5 separate regions of the Mus musculus genome follow, and all the other regions are linked to region 4. A link is a contact called in public ChIA-PET and HiChIP or PLAC-seq data. All regions are on one chromosome and are shown on one strand. The core of a region is the stretch at or near the end of the contact, and the rest is flanking DNA. Distances in the headings are between cores, read along the strand shown. Region 1 holds the start of Ube2o (ubiquitin-conjugating enzyme E2O). Region 2 holds the start of Tha1 (threonine aldolase 1). Region 3 holds the start of Tmc6 (transmembrane channel-like gene family 6). Region 4 holds the start of Sec14l1 (SEC14-like lipid binding 1). Region 5 holds the start of 6030468B19Rik (RIKEN cDNA 6030468B19 gene).

Region 1 (3,625 bases), core at 464-2,963, 530 kb before region 4:
TCCCAGCACTTGGGAGGCAGAGGCAGGCGGATTTCTGAGTTCAAGGCCAGCCTGGTCTACAGAGTGAGTTCCAGGACAGCCAGGGCTACGCAGAGAAACCCTGTCTGGAAAAAACAAAGACATGAGTCACCATACAGCCTTATATTAATTTCTGAAGAGCCCCCTGCGATTGTTTTGGTGGCTTGGCTCCTCTATACTGTCTAGGCTTGAGGTGAGAATATCTTAATTTCCAAACCAATCTGAACAAGTTGGCAAGGTTTACTCTCAAAATAAAGTAGAATGGTTTAGGACGTAGCTCTACGTCAAAGTGCTGGAGGTTTAGCATCAAGTTCCTGGGTTCAACCCTCAGCACTGCAAAAAACAGTGACTTAACAGCCTTCCCCCAAAGCAGATCTCTCACTTCCAGGGACCTGATTCATGCTTAGAAATGTTTCCTGATGGGGAGGGGCAGGACAGGAGGAGCTGTGAGGTAAAGATATGTGAGAGACAGATACAAAACCACACACTCAGGAAAACAAGCCTGCAAACCAATCTTGGCTTAGGTTTATGATGTCAGTCCGCTCTTGTAGAACTGCTCCATTCACAAGCCTCTTTCCCGAACAGTGGGAGAATGTGGTATTTGCTTAAGAGCCCCAGGTTAAAACCAAAAGAACGAAAAAACAAGATGCAGCTTTTCCCATTGGTCCCTCTCTCTTCTGTCCACGATTTCATAGGCCACCCCACCCCAAGAAGTCCTAGACACCCAGTCGCAGCTGCCACCATCTCCCTCAGTACTATTAATATCATGGCCCTGGACTGGTTCATCATTTCCCTCATAAAGTTCTCCGAGGCAATTCAAAGGATGCAGAGGGGTTACAACAAAAAAGACGTGGGGCCGCTGCCCCACCATGCATTCCGTCAGCATCTGCTCAACTTCTTGGGTTTTCACCTCTATCTTTGTTTTGGAATACCCACAGCCAAGCCCTCCCCGGCACGGCCTTCCCTTCGGAAAGCACAATGCAGCACGGACCTCCTTTAGCGGTGGGGGTTGTAAGCAAAAAACGCCGCACTAGTGTAACGCCGAACGCGCCTCAGCGCCCGAGGAGGTCCCCACGGGCATCCGTGCGCGTCCATCACCCCGAGGCCAACACCACAGCCGAGCATCGCTCGCAAGGCCCCTCCCCTCGCCCGGAGCAGCCCTGCCGGCGTGCGCGCCCAGGCCGGTGTGATGACGGTGCACCGGGCGACGAGGCGGCGTTCCCCTCCCCGAGCCCTGCCGACCGCCCCGGCCCGCCTCACCTTGGTCTCCTTCACATGCTGCTTGACGCCCTCCGGGTACCACTGGACGCGCACGTAGCCGCGCCGCAGAGGGCTGGCCCGGCCCTCCTCGTGGCCCGCGCCCCCGGCCTCGGAGCAGCCCGAGCTGCCGCGGCCGTCATCGTCGCCCTCCGAGTCCGAGTCCTCGCCGTGGATGAGGCGTACCAGCCCGAAGTGCACCGAGCCGCGGTAACGGCCGGACACCAGGTCGTGGGAGAACAGCAGGCGCTGTGAGCCTGCTTCGGGGCCGGAGTCGGAGGACGGCCCTGAGGCCGAGTCCGTAGCGGGCGCGGGCGGCGGGGCGGCGGCGGCGGGGGCTGCGGCCGGGGTCGGGGCGGCGGCGGCCTGGGCCTGGGCGGGTGCGGGCGCTGCGGGATCCGCCATAACTGCTCTGCGCGAGTCTCGGGCGGCGGCAGCAGCGACAGCGGCGGCGGTAGCGGCGGCGGCAGCCTAAGGCGCGGGGAGGCGGGGCCGGCGGCGCGGGGGCGGGGCCGAGCGCGCTGACGTAGGCCTGCGTGCCGCCGTCGTTAGGGCGCCGGGATGCTGTTGCTAGGAGCCGCCGCCCGGTCGCTAGGGGACGCTGAAGATGCTTGGGGCGGGGGTGGAAGGACTGCCGCGGGGCGTGGCAGGGCTGCAGGAACGAAGATGGATTAGGGGCCTGAGGAAGGGTACTGGTCTACCGGAGTTGAGGGGCGGGGACTGCACGCAAAACTGACTGTAATTTCTTAAAAAAAAATTATGCCCGGGTCTGACGTGGTGGCCACGCCTTTAACCCCCAGCTCTCAGGAGGCAGAGGCAAGCCCATCTCTGTTTTAGGCCAGCCTGGTCTCAAAGCAAGTCCAGGTTACACAGAGAAACCCTGCCTCGAAAAAGCCAAACAAGCCAAGCAGTGGTGGCGCACGCCTTTAATCCCAGCACTGGGGAAGCAGAGGCAGATGGACTTCTGAGTTCTAGGCCAGCCTGGTCTACAGAGTGAGTCCAGGACAGCCAGGGCTACACAGAGAAACCCTGTCTCGAAAAGTAAAAACAAACAAAAGAATAAAAAAGCCAAACAAAAATTTTTTAAATGCGGTTTAGTTATGACACATGCTTTTAATCCCAGCACTTGGAAGGCAGAGGCAGGAGGATATCTGTGAATTCGAGGCCAGCCATGACTTACAAAGTGAGTCTTGCAAGGCAGTGGCACACACCTTTAATCTCAGCACTTGGGAGGCAGGCGGGTTTCTGAGTTCGAGGCCAGCCTGGTCTACAGAGTGAGTTCCAGGACAGCCAGGACTAAACAGAAAAACCCTGTCTCAAAAACAAAAACAAAAAACAAAAACAAAAACAAAACCCAAAGTGACAGGGGAGGGTATAGGGGGCTTTGGGGATAGCATTTGAAATGTAAATGAAGAAAATATCTAATAAAAAATGCCTTTAAAAAAACCAAACAAAGTGAGTTTCAGGACAGCCAGGGCTACAAAATAAAACCAAAATAAATAAATAAAATTAATTGAAATTTAAAATTTTATATATATATATATATATATATATTAGAAAACCCCTGTCTTGAAAAATCAAAAAAAGGTGGGGGGGGGAGAAAGAGAGAAAGAAAGAAAGAAAGAAAGAAAGAAAGAAAGAAAGAAAGAAAGAAAGAAAGAAAAGAAAAGAAGAAAAGAAAAGAAAAGAAAAGAAAAGAAAAGAAAAGAAAAGAAAAGAAAAGAAAAGAAAAAAGAGGCAGAGTCTTACTATGCAGCCCTGACTGGCCTGGACTCTCAGAAATCCACCTATCTATGTAAACTCACACTGTAAACCAGGCTGGTTTCAAACACAGAGATCTGCCAGTGTCTGCCTCCCTAGTGAGTACTACAGGTATGTGCCCTCACTCCTAGTCAGTCAAGTTTAGCAAGCACCCTTGGCATCCTAATCAAGTTGTAGCCCTGCAGAGTGACTGCATCTTCATCTTCTAGATGCCCACATGTGCCCAAACTCATGTACACAGATATCATCACAATAATTTTTTTAAGTTGTTGTCAACTGGGTGTGGTGGTGCATGCCATGAACATGTGCCTAGAGGACAGTCTAGTTGGGCACGTGAAACAAATACTCATTAAATAGCTGAAAAAGCAGCTCTAAGGCAGCTTGTAAGCAAGGCTGTAATAGATAGGTATAGAGTATGTAGAGTCCCGGGTGGAACTTGGAAGGTCATGACCCCTTAGAGAACTGGTCTAGAGGATGTGATGAGAGCCCAGAGCCACATGAGAAAGGGCTGCAAGTCAGAAGCACCGGAGGTTTGCCTTCAAAGCCCTTTTGGTGGATCCAGATCTCAGTGAGGCCTTCTATACACAGC
Region 2 (4,056 bases), core at 883-3,382, 760 kb after region 4:
CAGAAGCACACTGGGAAACAACCCAGGCCAGGGCTGCAAGGTAAGCATCCAGGAAGAAGAGCTAGGGAGTAGCAGAGACTCAGACCTCACTCCTCCCACTGCCAAATGCAGAGTGCTCCACCAGTTGCACCCAAAAGAAATCCAGGTGTGTGCCCACCAGTGCCACAGACCCTTTGAGCTGGGGCTCAGAGGGGCGGGTAAGACACTCACCAGAGATGAGGTTGGCCATAGTGTTGGTGGGCACAAACAGCGTCCTCTCTACCCCAAGCAACTCTGCAGCCTTTTCCTGCAGTTCTGAGAAGGGAGGGGGGCAGGGGAAGGGCAAGAATCAGCAATTCCTCGGGCCACTGTACCGTGGCACACAGTTCGTGTGTACTTGTTACAGGGTTTGATAGAATAGACCTGTGATTCCAGTACTCTGCTGAAGCAGGAGGATAACTGAGTTGGAGGGCCGCCTGAGCTATACAGCAAGACCTTATCTTAAGCACTTCTCTCCGAAAAGGTACATTTGCTCGGATGAGAAATGATGGTCCTGTGGGTGGGGCTTGGAGTCTGTGATCTTGGTAACCACGTGCCACAGCCAGAGGCCCCTCTGTCAGTCCTCCTGAGCCACAGTCCCCGCCCCAGGCCACCGAAACTCCCTTGTGGTTTGAAGCCCCTTTCCCACCCAGACCTCACACCTGTTTTTCTCCCTTTCCCAGAAGCCCCGGCAGGTGAGGCCTTGTGGTTTCCCTGTGGACTTCCTCTGCACATCACCACGGAAGAAGAGCCTCTGGGGAGCGGGCAGGGCACAAAGAGTGCAGCTGGCGGGTGAGTGGATGGCCTGGGTAAAGGCCATGGTGGCTCTCCTGTCTGTGACACAATGCTCAGTGCTAAAGTGATCTAGATTCTGTCCCCAGAGGACACATACCCGTGTCTCCCTGAGCCCTGTGTGCGGTCGGGGATGAGTTCTGCTCGCTCCTCCTCCCAGCCCCTGGTTCACCCTCCTCAGACTCCTGTCGAGGCCAGGACCTCCCAGCCTTGATGTGGTGACCTGTTTACACCAGGTGCCTGCTGAGAGCAGTGTAGCTCAGCATCTTTGAAGTTCCTGGTAATATCTTGTTGTCAAGAGATTCTAGATCAGCCCCAATCACCCCTGGGTCCACAAAGGTCAAGTGTGATCTCTGGTGTATCTCTGGATCTCTAGTGCACACACAGCAGCACTAGAGGTCCACCTTAGCAGTGACTATTGACCCCGGGTGGGCTTTGGTTTGCTGTCTCCTTAACGCGCTGCACTCCCTAGATATGAAATTCTGCACCCCCCCCCCCCCCCTGTGAAGGAGCAGCGAGCACTTTCTTTGCTGGATTGATTTTGTCTTTGTGAAGTCAGCCAATGAATGAAGGAGAGTAGTTAGCCCTCCTTGTAGTAAGACCTGTCTCAAACCCTGGTTCTTCCCTGTTCCTGATGTGGGTCCTTGAACTCCTCTCTGCCCATCTCGGGGTCTTGCTTTGCCAAGTCTGGACAACACCCATCTGGGCAATTGGGTGACAGTGGGCAGAAATCACCAGGTGGTCCTGTTAAAATGCAGATTCTGGCTCCCCAAGTCCATTGTGGAGCTCAAGAGTCTGCATTACCAGGGATCTCTCCGAGAAGGAACAAGAACGCAGAGTGCACCACTGAGCGTCCTCAAATGTCAGCGAGGCACCCCTCTGCGTCCGTGCTGTCCTGTCAGAACCACGGACAGCGTCCCGGGGTCACCGCAACGACCCCTGCCCCGGGCCTGTTCGCCGGGCTCACCGTGGACCGTAGGGTCTTCGCCGTAATCATCGTCTCCTACAACCGCTTCGGCCATAGCGCGCCTCATGGCCGGCCCTGGCCGGGTCACCGTGTCGCTGCGTAGGTCCACCACGTGGGCTGGGACCCCCGCCCAATTCCTAGACCACTGAGCCCAGGGCACCCTGAGCCCCGGGACCGTGGCCCGGAACAGGCTGCGTAGCATGGCGGCCCGGAACAGGCTGCATAGCATGGCTGTGGCACTCGTCTTTCTCGGCCGCAGGAGCGGAGGACAGTCTCTTCCGTGCCAGCGGGGAACCCGTGTAACTGGACTCTTCTGACCCCGCGCGGACCTGAACTGGGCAAGCCCGGGGCACTATGGGAATTGTAGTCCTCTCTGGAGTTTTATACATTATTCGAGCCCCGCAGCATGCTGAGAGTTGTAGTTTTTGTGTTCCGTTGTTCCAAAGGCTAGGAGATTTTGGAATGACAGTTCCTTACTTTGCTGAGTGGGAAACAAAGCTGAGGTCCGGGGATTTTAGCGTGTACATGGTACTGCTCGTGGCACTGCAGATTTAACTTAATTAAGCGTCTCAGCCACTCTGGGAAACACCTGGGTGTTTGGGAATGGAACTCAGGTTCTCTTCATAATCAGTTCCATGCCTCTGAGCCACCTCTCCAGTCCCTCACGGTCCTCATTTTACACCCGAGGAAACAGGCTGCAGACACTGATGTGAAGTCCAGGAATCAAGTATGGTACCGTGTTGCCCATAAACAGTAGCTTTCAACCACTGGAGTCTTTTTAATTTTTCTCCTTAAAAATTAGTTCTGGCCGGGCAGTGGTGGCGCACGCCTTTAATCACAGCACTTGGGAGGCAGAGGCAGGCGGATTTCTGAGTTCGAGGCCAGCCTGGTTTACAAAGTGAGTTCCAGGACAGCCAGGGCTACACAGAGAAACCTTGTCTCAAAACAAACAAACAAACAACAAAATTAGTTCTGAACTCACTGGGTAACCTAGTTGACCTTGAACATCTGACCGTCCTGCTTGGGAATTCAAGTGTGTGCCACCATGCCCAGTTTACGCTGTGCTGGGAACTAGATTTAGGGCTTTGTAAGTGCTAGGCAAGCATGCTACCAAATGGGATACATTCCCCCTCCCTCCTCTCCCCTCCTCCTCCTCCTTCCCCCTCCCCTTCCCCTCTCCTCTCCCCAAATTCTTCTTTTAAATGAATTTAAAGCTGGGAGGTGGTGGCACACACCTTTAATTCCAGCACTGGGGAGGCAGAGGTAGGCGGATCTCTGAATTCGAGGCCAGCCTGGTCCACAGAGTTCCAGGACAATCAAGGCTACACAGAGACCCTGTATGGGGGGGGGGGGAGATTTAAAACTTTAAAAATCATATGTGTGGGGTGGGGAGTAGATACACATGAGTGTAGTTACCTACTGGGGCCAGAAGAGGGCGCTGGACAACCTGGAGCTAGAGTTACAGAGTCTCCAAGAGACTGTATGGGTTTGTGTCTGCCATCTCTCTAGGACATATGGGAAACGGAGTTTTGGAGGTATCTAGAAATCTTTCTTTTTCCTATACCATTGGCTTGGAGAGACAAGGTGCTTCCATGGAAGTCATGCCCAAGAGCCCTGTGACAGAGCACCTAGCTAGTAAGCATGTGATCCTTAGATTGATTCCTCAGTACTGCAAAAGGCAGGCATGGTGGCTCATGCCTGTAATCTCAGTCCTTTGGGGCGGGGTGGGGTTGGGGGAGGCGGGAGGATATTTGAGACTTTCAGGCCAATCTGTACTAAAGTGAGACTCTGTTTCAAAAAATTAAAATTAAAAAGAAGGAACATAGATAGCATTTGCCCGCTCCCAATAGTGTGTCAGCAGACAACTTGTGGCCATGGTCCCTAACTCTGGTGAGGATCAGAAGCTGCGCTTGTCCAGCCTGGCTCGTGGGAAGTGCTGCTGTTTATCCTGACGTTGGAACTGCAAGGCCCTGGAACTTGGTTCTTCTATTGTGGGATACACTCTGCCTTACCAGGGCCAAGGGGTGACCTTTCCCCATACAGGGAGGTTGGGAACTCAGCCCTGCTCAGCTGCTTCTGTTTCCAAAGTGTGGGTCCCAGTTGTCTGTCTACGGTGTCTATTGGGAGCAAGTTGCTCTGAGCAGGGCTTGTTGGAGCAGAGGCCCTGGTCTAACACGGCGGTGTCTCTCGGATGCAGACTGTGCCTCCTCTCTGTCATTTGCCTTCTTTTAGCCGTGTCTGTGGGTGGCATGTTGGAAAGGAGCAGCCAGGCAGGCTTC
Region 3 (3,822 bases), core at 626-3,125, 670 kb after region 4:
GCTGTGGTTCAGCTGTTCTACCTAGCCCACCCCACCCAATCCACTCTTGTAACAAACGACAGCAGATATTCCCAGGTCCTCCACCACACCTGGTCAGAGGGCAGGCCTGGGCTTACCTAGACCCAAGGGCAGTAGCTCCAGCCCCTCCTCCGCCACCCGAAGGCTTTGCTCTTGAATGAGCTGGTGGAAGGAGTCATGGACTTCACTTTCTTCATAGGGGCTGGGCTCCAGGCTACGAGGGAGGAGTGAGTGTGGGAATCCAAACTCAGGCCCGCCCACTTGCAGAATGATTTGCACCAAGGGGTAACACAAATACATTGCAGGCCACCGGCACCAGGGCACTTACCCTTCGTCTCCCGTGGTCTCCGGGACATCGAGGGCTAAAGCCAGTGACTGAGCCATGGCTGTGCTATACCCTGCAGACCTAGGGGAGCTCAGAGACTGGACGCAGCCTGTGGAACCCCATACAGCCCATCTGTTGAGACAAAACCAGCTTTCAATGCTTGGGGGCCATACTTTAGGCACAGACACACATTACAGGAATCCCCACCCTGTACCCCATCCACAGCTAAATTCACAGTTAAAACAAGTGGGCCCAAACATTCCCACCATGACCGGCTGTGGGGGAGTGACGAAAACAGGAAGGAAGGGTGAGGCCGCGGCTCCTCCATTGGTTTCCTAGATGTTGCTAGTACTGGGGGAAAAAGGAGAGGCCTGTAAACACTACCCGTTTCTGGTCTGTTCCCAGGCGAGGGCCCTAGAGCTTCATCATTTTTAGAGCAGCGGCTGAAAGGCTCCGAGGACTTCCCTGTGCCCGCCCTATGACCCCAATGTGCTTTCACCAGCAGGAAGTGCGACCAGGCAGCCGCAAAGTCCTGCCCCCAGCACCGGAGGCAGCGTCCACACACTGGACTCCTCGCGTCCTCCGGAGGCTGACTCCCTACATTCCCAACTCAGCTGAAGGCTGGAGAGAGAAGCTGAGCTGACACAAGCACCCTTTGTCCAGCTCTGTCACCGGGCACAGTTACAACCAGATCGTTGTTAGGGGCTTATTGTTCTCCTGGCCCAGGGCCCTGAGGGAAAGCGCGACGGAAAGAGCAGTCAATCACTTGACTCCTGCAAGATCGCCCTCCAGAAGGCAAGCCCCCGCCCCGCCATGTCCGCCGGTCCTCCCTGCCTTCGCCTAGGGAAGTTTTCTGGAGCTCCCCCGACGGCCAAGAGCCCCACGCAACCCGGACTGGCACCCGGCACGCCCCCGCCTGCGCTGCAGTGGAGCACTGCAGGGAGAGGCCAGGCTGGAGCCGGCGGGAGGTGGCACCGCCCGGGTGGAAAGCAGCCAGGAGAGGTGGTGCCCTTTTAGTTCCAGGGTCCTTTCCCTGGCCACAGTACTTCTCAGGCTCAAGGCCCCGGGCGGGCCCACACCTCTTCTCCTCAGTAGTCTGGGTGCTCCGGAGGCTACGGGCCGGGGCTCCGGATCTGCCTGGGTTCCTGATCTTCAGGTCCTCCTGGGACCAGCCAGGTGTGCGCTGTTCCGGGGCGCACCATCCTGCACCCTGAGCCAGATGGGGAGAGGCCGGGAGCGGCAGTTTCCAGAAACCCGCACCCAAGCTGTCAACTACCTGGCGATAGCAACCGCCCCTACACCGCAGTTGCGCCCCAGCACCAGGGTCCCAGCGCCCCTCTGGGTAGAGGAGCCCCATTCTCCCCAGATTGGCTCACCTGTGCGCGCACCCGCCGCGGGGAACCGAGGTCTCAGCCCCACCAGCAGGAGAATCAGCACACAGTAATTAAGGGTACATAGTTTTGATGGTTTCCAGACTGGCAGCTGGAGGTAGCCTCACCGCCCGCCCACGTGGCACCGGGCCCCAAAGGTCACGTGACTCGTTCCTGCCTACCGGTAGGACCCGCCCATCCAAAACAGTGCCCTGTGCAAGCCAGCCTCAGACTCCACCCCAGCACTCCACCCTCAAGTCTGAGTAAAGTAGGCGTGTCCCACCCACTATTTGGATGTATACAACCCCTAGGTGGAGTCACTAATATTCCTCTTGAGTTTCTAAAGAGGGACGGCATTTCCACGTCCCGGGGTCACTTACCAGTCCCTAGCCTTCCCACGCGGGATTGAGTAATCGCCTCCTCCCAGCCTGGTTAACTGTTCTTTATCAGAGGCTGAGCAAACGAGTTACTGCCCGCTCCGCCCTGGGCGTGGTGTCTGTTTCTAAAGCTAGGGTTAAACTGCTTCCTGCTGTGCCAAGACAGTCAAAGACCTTTCTATTTCACAGATGAGGAAATTGAACCCGAGAAAGTGTCACCAGCCTCCAGGTGTCACCAGCTGGAGCAAGGAACCTGGCCACCAAGATGCTCCATAGAACCGCTTCCCCCAAGTTACAGACAGGGTGACCGGTGACCGTGAGAAGTAGAAGGGAAAAACAAGTCCCCTCCTACACACGAAGGTTAACAGACCCCAGGAAACGTGTGGGATACCGGAAGGAGATGAAGCCTGAGGGGGGAGGGCGACGCTTCTTCGCAGCTGTCTCTCCGTGCCTGGGTGGGTTTACCAAGCGGCGCCTTGGCACCGGAAGTCTTGGTCTGCAGACCCAGCCCTCCTCAGCCCCTAGTTGACTCCTTGCTCTTACTCTGAATTTTGCACGACTTTGGCCCAATTTGAAAGCCATTTCCTGGGGCGCCTTCCTGTGTGAACTTGTTGGGAGTACAGAGCCTGTGGGCAGGGACACAGGCGGAGACTCAGAATCCAGAGCTGAGACAACAAGGTTTTAAAAGAGGTGAACAGGGAGGAAAGGCTAGGGCTCCCAGAACTGGGAACTGGCCAAGATGACTCCTAAAGGTCTAGTCAGTGGATGACGAGTGACGTGCTTGAAGAAGCTGCTTCCTCAGCTCTTAGGTTGGGCTTGGTGCCAGAGCCTGGCCAGGGCATAGCAACAGGGAGGGCAGTGCCTGCCCTTAAGGCGGTCAGTTCAAAAATAACCTGCCAGCCAGTCATAGTGACACAGGCCTTTCTTTAATCCCAGCCTTGGGCAAGTGTCTCTGTGAGTTCAAGGCCAGCCTGCTCTACATGATGAATTCCAAGACAATCAGAGTTACACAGTGAGACCCTGTCTTGAAATAGAACAAAAAGCAAAGAACAAAGCGCCAGGGATCCGGAGAGGCAGCAGCTCCAGTGCTGAGACCATCCACCCATCACTAGCCTGCTCTCTGGGGCGACTGCGGACCGCAGATAAGGGTCCCCGCACCAGGACACGCCTAAGGGCTGGCGGCCAGGAAGGGGGCTTGCAGGAGTGGGAGCACAGAAAAGCAGGTCGGCCTGGTGCCACCCGCGCCTCTCACCTGTGCCCGTGACCCTCCAGGTCGGGAAGTGCACGCAGAGGCAGAGGAAACTGTGAGGAAGGAAGGCGGGAGTGGGTGGAGGGGAGGAGACGCGGTGGGCCCCCACCCCCGGGGTTCCTGTCACGTGACCCCCACCCCACTCCCTCACCACCCTGCCTGGTGTGTCAAGAGCTGGTCTTAGGAGGGGGCTCTTCGGGGAGCTTGGTCCCTTGCCTCTTTGTGAGCTGCTTGCCTTGTGACAATAAGGACGGTGAGAGGGGGAAGAAGGCCAGGGCTATTGCTTCCTTCCGGATGGTTTGGGGGGGGGGGTGTCTTTTCTTTTCTCATGATTGGGGATGTAGCCACGCCTTCTATTCTGGGTCCCTTGAGAAGACCAGAGCAGACCCAGCCTGGACAAAACACACAGAATGGGGCGGGCAGTGACGGTGCTCGCCTTTAATCCCAGCACTTGGGAGTCAGAGACAAGCAGATTTCTGAGTT
Region 4 (3,950 bases), core at 560-3,059:
CCTGATGATGGCATTAAAAGCATGCAGCACCGCAGGATTATTTTGTAGCTACTCTTAGGTATTATATTACTTCACATAAAAATAAATTTCAGCATGTGCCCCGAAGGCATGTTCTCTTCAATTCTTTTCCTTCTTTCTATGTTTGTGGATGTTTTTGCCTGCCTGTATGCTTGTGCACCACTGGCATGCAGTGCCAGAGGAGGCCAGAAGAGGGCGTCAGATCTCCTGGGACTGGAGTTACAGCCAGTTGTGAGCTGCCAAGTAGGTACCGGGAATCGAATCCTGGTCCCCTGGGAGAGCAGCCACTGCAGTTGAGAGCACAGTTGTCTAAGTGAATTTCCCAACTCCTCTTAAGGTATCAGTTAGACTTCCCCTCATCTTTCTTTAGAAATCATTTGATAAAGACTATATCTGTTTTGTACCCCCGAGGTCTGTGCTTTCCAGGCTGTGAATTGGCCCCATCTTCCAGTCTCTATTTCCTGTACATTTGTGGTTCATCTATAGGTTTGTCAGAATGGTGTGTTCTGGATAAGATCATCTCAATGGGTGCTGCCATTCACTCCTACCAGGAGCTCATGTTTGTCTTTCTTTCTTTCTTTCTTTCTTTCTTTCTTTCTTTCTTCCTTTCTCTCTCTCTCTCTCTCTCTCTCTCTCTCTCTCTCTCTCTCTCTCCCTTTCTTTCTGATACAGGGTTTCTCCGCGTAGCCCCTGGCTGTCCTGGAACTCACTCTGTAGACCAGCCTGGCCTCGAACTCAGAAATCTGCCTGCCTCAGCCTCCCAAGTGCTGGGATTAAAGGCACCACTGCCCAGCTCCCACAGCATCTTTTAAAGGTGAATGTGATCCCTACACGTGGACATAAGTCATCAGCAGCCTGAGTAGCGCGGGTAGCAGTGCTGGAAAATGACGGTTTGAGTTGGAAATAAAGTGTGATCGAGCAATGAATGATATGTTTGTGTGGTGGGTAAACAGGTCCTGAAGGAAATTCCCAAACTCTTGTGTGCAAGTACAGCCATCCGGGGTGACTAATGTGAACGGAACAACAGTGACACTGATGGAGAAATTGTGTGTTGCTTCTAAAACTAGCTTTTCTGTGTGGGTGGATGCGCCAGGTGTCCGCTTATTGTCACCCGCCCGTCTTCAGGACCCCTAAATGTCTCCGTGTGTGGCTCTTAAATTTTAAAGTTGGAGACGCTGAAACGCAAGGCACACCTAGCACCCCACTTGAGGTCCCTCCCCTTAGAGCCATCCCACAGCCAGACATTCCCCAACCATCTGGACGTGTTGACAAGGGTGCTTGGGTTACACCCATCTCCTCCCCACCCTGTTCGCTCCATCACCATTACTAGGCCAGAATGCAATCAGACACTATAGCAGTGCAGGAAAAAAAAGAGGAAGCCCACGAGGAAGCACAGACGGCGCAAGCGCGCAGCATTCAAGCTGGAGGGCCGGCTTAGCTGACATTCCGTAGAGGTCCCAGTTCCCGCTCCGGCTGGAGTGCGCATTTGAATCTTTTCTGGGGTCTGTGGCTGCTAACTGCGAAGCCTCGCCCGCCGCCACGGCCCTTCCCCCTTCCCACTGACGCCAAGAGAAGGAGCCTCTGGGGCTCGCTCCGAGTCCTGGCAGACCAAGTCCTGAGCCCCTCCTACGCACGCGCAGATCTGTAACTCGCGCCGGCGCAGTACGGCCCTTAGCCAGCCCGGCGGCCGCCCCTCCCCCTCCCTAGCAACCGCCTCCTGCTCCTTCCCCCGCCCCCTCGGCCTGGTGTGCGCACGCGCGCCTCTTCCGGGCTGGCCCCTCCCTCCCCGTCACCCGTAACAACCACTCGAGCCCTCGCCGCGCCCCTCGGCCCTCCCGCCCCGGCCCCTGTCCCCGGAACCGGCGGTCGAGCGGCGGCAGCCGAGCCTGTGGCACGGCTCTCTCTTCGGGGAGCCGCCGGCATGAACGCATCCCGCCACCGCGCCGCGTCCCCGACCCGGTCCTTCTGACAAGAGGTAAGCTCGCGTCGTCGTGGAGGGTAGGAGCGCGCCCGGGTGTCAGTCCCTGGCAGGGTCCCTCTGCTGCGACGGCCCGGGGCGCTCGCCATCTCGGAGACTGCGGAGCCAGCCGGGTCCCTCCGCCGCCGCCGCCCCCTCCGTCCAGCCCCGGCCTGCAGGGAGGCGCTCCCCCGGGGCCGACCCTGGGCTGATTTTCAAATACCAATTATCATGCAACAGAGGCAGCCCCGGCCTCCTGTGCCATTTGGCGGTGGTCACTCCGGATGCCCGCGCAGGGCGTGGATCTGGACCAGACCTCCCCAAGCCAAGATCTGGCCCAAGTTCAGGGAGCTGGCGAGCAAGCTGGTCCTTCAGTGTAGTCACTTGGTTAAGAGTTTCTTAATAAAGGCATCACGCAGTGCTTGCATCTTCTCTCCTACCCGTCAGCACCCGGTAATCATCCTCCTTTTATTTGAGAGATACCCGAAAACTAATTTTCTCAATTAAAAAAATATAAACGATTCTTAGTCTCCCCTCCGCGCACCGGCGTTGTAAGGTTTACGAGAGTGAATGGAACGCGGTCTCTGCGCTCCAGGACGCGTCAGCGCCTGAATCGAGATTAATGAAGGCTTGAGTTTGGAGAACCGAGGAGTCTGGTTTGAGAGCTGGGAGTGTAAGATCGTCTCACACAGATGGAATCAGGAAAGGCGAACGGCATGCTTGAGGTCACCCAGAGTTATTAGCCATTGTAGTTTTCCAACTGTTGGAAGGTGGTTTTCCAACGTAACCTGCTCCTTCCGAGTGCTATGCCAAGCAAACATACCAGAGAAAGTTCCAGACCTGTTTAAAGCAATGTAAACATTGTAGAAGTGCAGCTCTAGATAGCAATCCTCTGAAGTCTATCAGCGTAGGGGTTTTTTGTTTGCTTTTTTAAACACCTGTAATTTGGGATACCGAGATACTGGGTTTTGAACTTTTGAATGTCTTTTGACTGTATCTAGGTAAAATAACATCCTTATTGATTGAGCCCCAGTGGGACTACTGGGCTCACTGGACTTTCTTTCCTTTTTATATTTCTGTTTGTTTTTCTCCTCCTTTAAGTAGGTGAGCAAAAGGTTCTAGATGACTCTGAACACACAAGGGTGTTTGCCCAGAAAGCCGCCCTTGCCAGCACCCGAGTGATTCTGTATGCAAAGCAAGGTTCCTTGACCTCAGACTTGAGCATGTAATTGATTGCCTTGCGGTTCTCGGGTTCTCGGCTTCAGGAGGCTGGAGGGTTTTGGAACCCCTTAGCTGGAGCTGGGCAGCCTCCCTGCTGTTTGTAGACAGTCTCTGAAATCGGAGCGAGCAATTAGAAAACAGGAAACAACAAAGTTCCCTTTGAAGCCAGCACTTAAGGAGTATCCCATTATTTAAGAAGACAGTAAGGGTCGCTTGCTCCAGCTTTTTGTGTCATCCCCAGAACGGTTGCCATAACATGTTACATTTTTAGTTGGCTTCTTGTAGACATTGTTCAAGAGAACACCACTGAATCCTGGGACTTCATGGCTGCTGAAGACTAGATCTCCTGACCTAAGCCAGAGACTCTGCCCATACAGGGGGCAGAGGGCCTCCCAGGTGGCCCCTCCTTCCATGTGGGCCATCTTTGCTTGTTACTAACACCCTGATGCTTCCCCGTCAGACCGTTTCAGCGAATCCTCTTTCGTTTTCGTGTATGTTTGGAAATATGACCTGTGGTGGTCTCTAGGATGTGGCGGTACGAGAATCCAGACTCACTTTTCTTTCCTGTAATGTGGTTATTTATTACACGTATTTATGTTTTTCAGGAGTAAGAAGACTGCTATTGAATTACAACCATGGTGCAAAAATACCAGTCCCCAGTGCGGGTGTATAAACATCCCTTTGAGTTAATTATGGCTGTAAGTACTTCACATTTCAGTTTCCTCTGGCTTCTTTTTAAGATTAAACTTGGATG
Region 5 (3,673 bases), core at 369-2,868, 680 kb after region 4:
GAGCTACAGTTCAGACAGCTTCCTGATAGAACTCGGCCACTGTAGATCCTCCAAGAGTGGCAAGAGGGGCCCAGGCTAGAGTGGCCTTCCTAGAGAACAGGGCTGGACAGGGGCTGGAGTGCAGTGGCCAGTCAGGCTCTGTGGAGCATCTACACATGACACAGGCTGTGACCTGGCAGCAGGAGTCCTCTGCTGTGAAGACACTGTCAAAGCAGGCGTCTCCTGTGCAGTCACTGAGCCTGCCCAGAAAGCCACAGGCTAGTCTGCAGGCCTAGACTGGGGGGGGGGGGGTCACCCATGTGGGTGGGTAGCTATGGGTGGCCTCCCATGGGGTAGTATGATCCAGTGCCAGCTTACCTGCTTCTTCGGTTCTCTGCCCCTCGGTCCCTGTGGGTCTGGCCCTGGTGTAGCCTTAGGCTCGGAAAGAACGGCTCTGCTCAGACCACCCCAGTATTGGTCGCATGGTCCACTTCCCTTTGTCCAGGTAAGGCTGGATCTAGGTCCTTAAGGGACAACCTTGCCTTTCTCTGAACTCCTTTAAAGACAAGAGTAAGGCACTGCAATGGCTGAGTGGGAGAGGAGGGACTTTCAGATTCCTGCAGGCAGGTTAGCAGACACAGGTGGAGGGAAAGGGGATTCACCAAGCTTGGGAGGGAGAGAGAGCCACCAGCCATGTGAGATCTTGGGTGGAGTGGCCATTGGCCTCTTCCCTGACTGGGTTTGGGGAAATTAGAAATGTAACTAAACTGAGGGCAGATTTAGGGTGCTGAGCAAGGGGAAGGTAACTGGGCAACTGAGTTGAGGGCAGAATTAGAGGTGTTGATCTGAGTGAAGATAAGGACATGTTAGCCTCAGGAGGCTTAAAAGTATCCAACCATTGAGCTAAAAAGCATATTAAAAATAAACTACTGTGTATCTGTCAAAAAAAAAAAAAGAGTAAGGCACTGGGCTACACACTCTCAGGTGACAGAGTCTCATCCCACCTGAGGTCTAACTTGGAGACAGAATGCACCAGCTATAGCAGAAGGCGGAAGCACCCTGAAAGCCAGAGAGAGAGAGACTGTGGGAGGGTCTGAGCAGAATATCGATAGCTAGACAGGATCTAGCTGGGGACACCTGGGTCACAGCTGCATGCTTGTGGCAAGTGCCTTGGCTAAAAAGACGTTACTGATGGTGAGGACTCGGTGTGAGAGGATCCAGATGGATAACTGTGACCTCCACCCCTACAGGGCAGGGTGGGAGAGGAGGAGTTTGAGATGTGCGAGGAGGAGGGATCCACAGGGAGCAGCTGCATTGTTCACAGGGCCCAGGTCCTCCCAGGGGGCAAAATTCACCTGGTATGTGGTGTTCAGATGGATCTCAATATGATGTGAACCTCCCCTCCCTGCCTCTTAACAGGAATCTACTGATTCTCCAGGTTTCCTGGATAAGGAGAGCCCTTGTGTTAACATTAGCCCCACGCCAGTGCCCCAGGATAATCACACATCCCAAACTCAGTAGACACACGCGCTTATCCCCTCCTCCCCTGCAGGTAACAGGGGGAGAACACAGATATCCCTGGAACCAGCCCTGTAAGGTATTGGGGCCCCTGGAGAGCCACAACCTTCAAGTTATCTCCTAGCTGCAGGCAGCCACCCGAGGAGCATCCAGGGGCCTTGGGGTGGAGAGGCCAGACAGGAAGCTTTGGACAGCCTGAGCCATACACAGCCCCAACCTCACAGACGCATGGCGCTCCTTCAGCTGCTCCTCTTTGCCATGCTGGGTGAGTCTCCTGCAGACATCACGGGAAGGGCCTTGAGAGAGTAGGCTCAGGGAATGGAGTGTGAAGAGAGTCCAAGAGAGAAAGAGACCCAAAGGCGGAAGCACCCTGGAAGCCAGAGAGAGAGAGAGAGAGAGACACGGTGAGAGGGTCTGAGCAGGAGATTGACAGCAGACAGATGTGCTATGCTATGCAGATGTGACCTTGTTTAGGGTATCATCTGTCATTTGGATTCCACTGGTGTATGTAGTATGTGTGGTGTGTATGTGAGTATGGTGTAGTGTGTTCTGTATGTGTATGTATGTGTGTATGGTGTGATGTGTGTGTGGTATAGTGTGTTTGGGAGGGTGCCCATGCGCACGTGTGCATGTCCAGCACTCAGGAAGTAGAGACAGGAAGATCAGGATTCCAAGGTCACCCTCAGGTACGTATTGAGTTCAAAGCCAGCCTGGAGTATAGGGGAGACCCTGTGTTAAGTAAGATAAGATAAAAACTCCAGATCAGAGATGCTAACTGGTCCCAGGGGCCTCACTGTCAGATATCAGCCTGGGCAGGAAGCTGTCTGGACAGTCTCCCTCCTCTGCAGGGCTTCCTCTTACCCCTCCCCTCTCCTCTTTTACAGCTGCCTGTGGCTTCTCAGAGGAGCAGACAGAAGGTGAGTAGCCCCCACACTGGGGGGAGAAGGATCTAGCTGGGGACACCTGGGTCACAGCTGGGTGCTTGTGGCAAGTGCCTTGGCTAAAAAGACTGATGGTGAGGACTTGGTGTGAGAGGATCCAGATGGATAACTGTGACCTCCACCCCACAGGGCAGGGTGGGAGAGGAGGAGTTTGAGGTGTGTAAAGAGGAGGGATCCACAGGGAGCAGCTGCATTGTTCACAGGGCCCAGGTCCTCCCAGGGGGCAAAATTCACCTGTTCCATCAAGTCCCACAGCTCTGCCTAATAGGTGGGATGCAGAGAAGGCTGGGGAACTCTAGTGTGCACTTCTGGGACAGGAGGGGCTTGCTGAGGGAGCTGGAGACCTCAGGGAATCTAGAGATTAAGCCACTTTGCTCTGACAGCAGTTGAGAGTGAGTGTCCTCTGTCTGTCTGTCTGTCTGTCTGTCTGTCTGATCTATTTATCTATCTATACATATATACCTATGTATGTATAACTATATCATGCACACATACACATATATATGCACAGATAAACAGATAGATCCCTCCTGTGTTCCCTCTCTCTTTTCGGCTTCCTGTCCCTCCTTTCTTCTCCTTTCTCCTTCCCTCCCCCTTCCCCTCTCTCTTTTTCTCCCCAGTAGTCCCGGTACAGAGCCAGGAAGGAGAGGTTTCAGGGACAGGTCGCAGCCCTGGACCGCTCCATTCATGCCCTGCTCCATTTTCCTCTTTGCCTCTCACCTCCTTCCCCTAGATGGACCCCTTTCATGGTCCTCGCCACTTCTCCACCTCCTGCACCCTTCAAGGTGGAGGCAGGCGTTTCCTCCCTGTCTCCACCTTGCATCCCTGGGCATCCCCTTCTGTTCTGCTGAAGGGTGGTGTTGACGCAGATCTCACTCGGATGAGGCACAGACCAAACTACCATTTCCTCATTTTCTGTAAAAAAGAAAAAGTTTATTAGTGTCACAGTTAAAAAAAGAGCTGGTGGCTGAGTCTCAGGAAAGTACCCAGGCAGAGGCGGTCCTGCCTTCCTGTCCTCTCAGCCCATGGCTGCAGCTCTGCTAATGTATCCTGTGCCAGATCTCTGAAAAGCTGGCTGATCCCTTGTTCCCTCACAAACCCTGGAGGATGGCGTTTGGCCAAGTTTAGAAAGAAAACCCAAGAGCCAGGCGTGGTGGCGCACGCCTTTAATCCCAGCACTCAGGAGGCAGAAGCAGGCAGATTTCTGAGTTCAGTTGGAGGCCAGCCTGGTCTAC

The links. ChIA-PET counts read pairs in DNA pulled down with a chosen protein or histone mark. HiChIP or PLAC-seq counts read pairs in DNA pulled down with a chosen protein or histone mark.
Region 1: an H3K4me3 HiChIP or PLAC-seq map of embryonic stem cells shows a contact between it and region 4, with 4 times the contacts expected there. The contact joins the promoter of Ube2o here to the promoter of Sec14l1 in region 4. A contact is called at or near these places in 1 of 484 Hi-C or Micro-C datasets (the G1E-ER4 cell line) and 1 of 115 datasets of contacts at active chromatin or transcription factors (embryonic stem cells).
Region 2: an RNA polymerase II ChIA-PET map of memory CD8 T cells shows a contact between it and region 4, with 6 read pairs. The contact joins the promoter of Tha1 here to the promoter of Sec14l1 in region 4. A contact is called at or near these places in 2 of 39 promoter capture datasets (hippocampal neurons and pre-B cells) and 2 of 115 datasets of contacts at active chromatin or transcription factors (memory CD8 T cells and pancreatic cancer cells).
Region 3: a contact with region 4 is called in an H3K27ac HiChIP or PLAC-seq map of differentiating embryonic stem cells, with 4 times the contacts expected there. The contact joins the promoter of Tmc6 here to the promoter of Sec14l1 in region 4. A contact is called at or near these places in 1 of 39 promoter capture datasets (embryonic stem cells), 1 of 484 Hi-C or Micro-C datasets (CD8 T cells) and 4 of 115 datasets of contacts at active chromatin or transcription factors (differentiating embryonic stem cells, embryonic forebrain, forebrain and 1 more).
Region 5: an H3K4me3 HiChIP or PLAC-seq map of neural tube shows a contact between it and region 4, with 4 times the contacts expected there. The contact joins the promoter of 6030468B19Rik here to the promoter of Sec14l1 in region 4. A contact is called at or near these places in 1 of 39 promoter capture datasets (embryonic stem cells), 2 of 484 Hi-C or Micro-C datasets (CD8 T cells and embryonic stem cells) and 8 of 115 datasets of contacts at active chromatin or transcription factors (bone marrow-derived macrophages, differentiating embryonic stem cells, embryonic forebrain and 5 more).

Annotation. Positions count from the first base shown.
Region 1 is chr11:116,579,734-116,583,358 of GRCm38.p6, forward strand. It overlaps Ube2o (ubiquitin-conjugating enzyme E2O), which reads right to left and starts at 1,714. Exons shown (of 18, transcript NM_173755.3): 1 at 1,279-1,714. The coding sequence starts at 1,680.
Region 2 is chr11:117,871,394-117,875,449 of GRCm38.p6, forward strand. It overlaps Tha1 (threonine aldolase 1), which reads right to left and starts at 2,133. Exons shown (of 7, transcript NM_027919.4): 1 at 1,778-2,133; 2 at 211-294. The coding sequence starts at 2,006. It overlaps Gm11725 (a long non-coding RNA gene), which reads left to right. Exons shown (of 3, transcript XR_001780380.2): 1 at 1-40; 2 at 702-810.
Region 3 is chr11:117,778,817-117,782,638 of GRCm38.p6, forward strand. It overlaps Tmc6 (transmembrane channel-like gene family 6), which reads right to left and starts at 1,876. Exons shown (of 20, transcript NM_145439.3): 1 at 1,720-1,876; 2 at 347-475; 3 at 117-232. The coding sequence starts at 402. It overlaps Tmc8 (transmembrane channel-like gene family 8), which reads left to right and starts at 3,481. Exons shown (of 16, transcript NM_181856.2): 1 at 3,481-3,592.
Region 4 is chr11:117,113,359-117,117,308 of GRCm38.p6, forward strand. Sec14l1 (SEC14-like lipid binding 1) reads left to right here and starts at 1,810. Exons shown (of 16, transcript NM_001166506.2): 1 at 1,810-1,993; 2 at 3,802-3,894. The coding sequence starts at 3,832.
Region 5 is chr11:117,796,042-117,799,714 of GRCm38.p6, forward strand. It overlaps 6030468B19Rik (RIKEN cDNA 6030468B19 gene), which reads left to right and starts at 1,619. Exons shown (of 6, transcript NM_029964.1): 1 at 1,619-1,762; 2 at 2,382-2,414. The coding sequence starts at 1,726.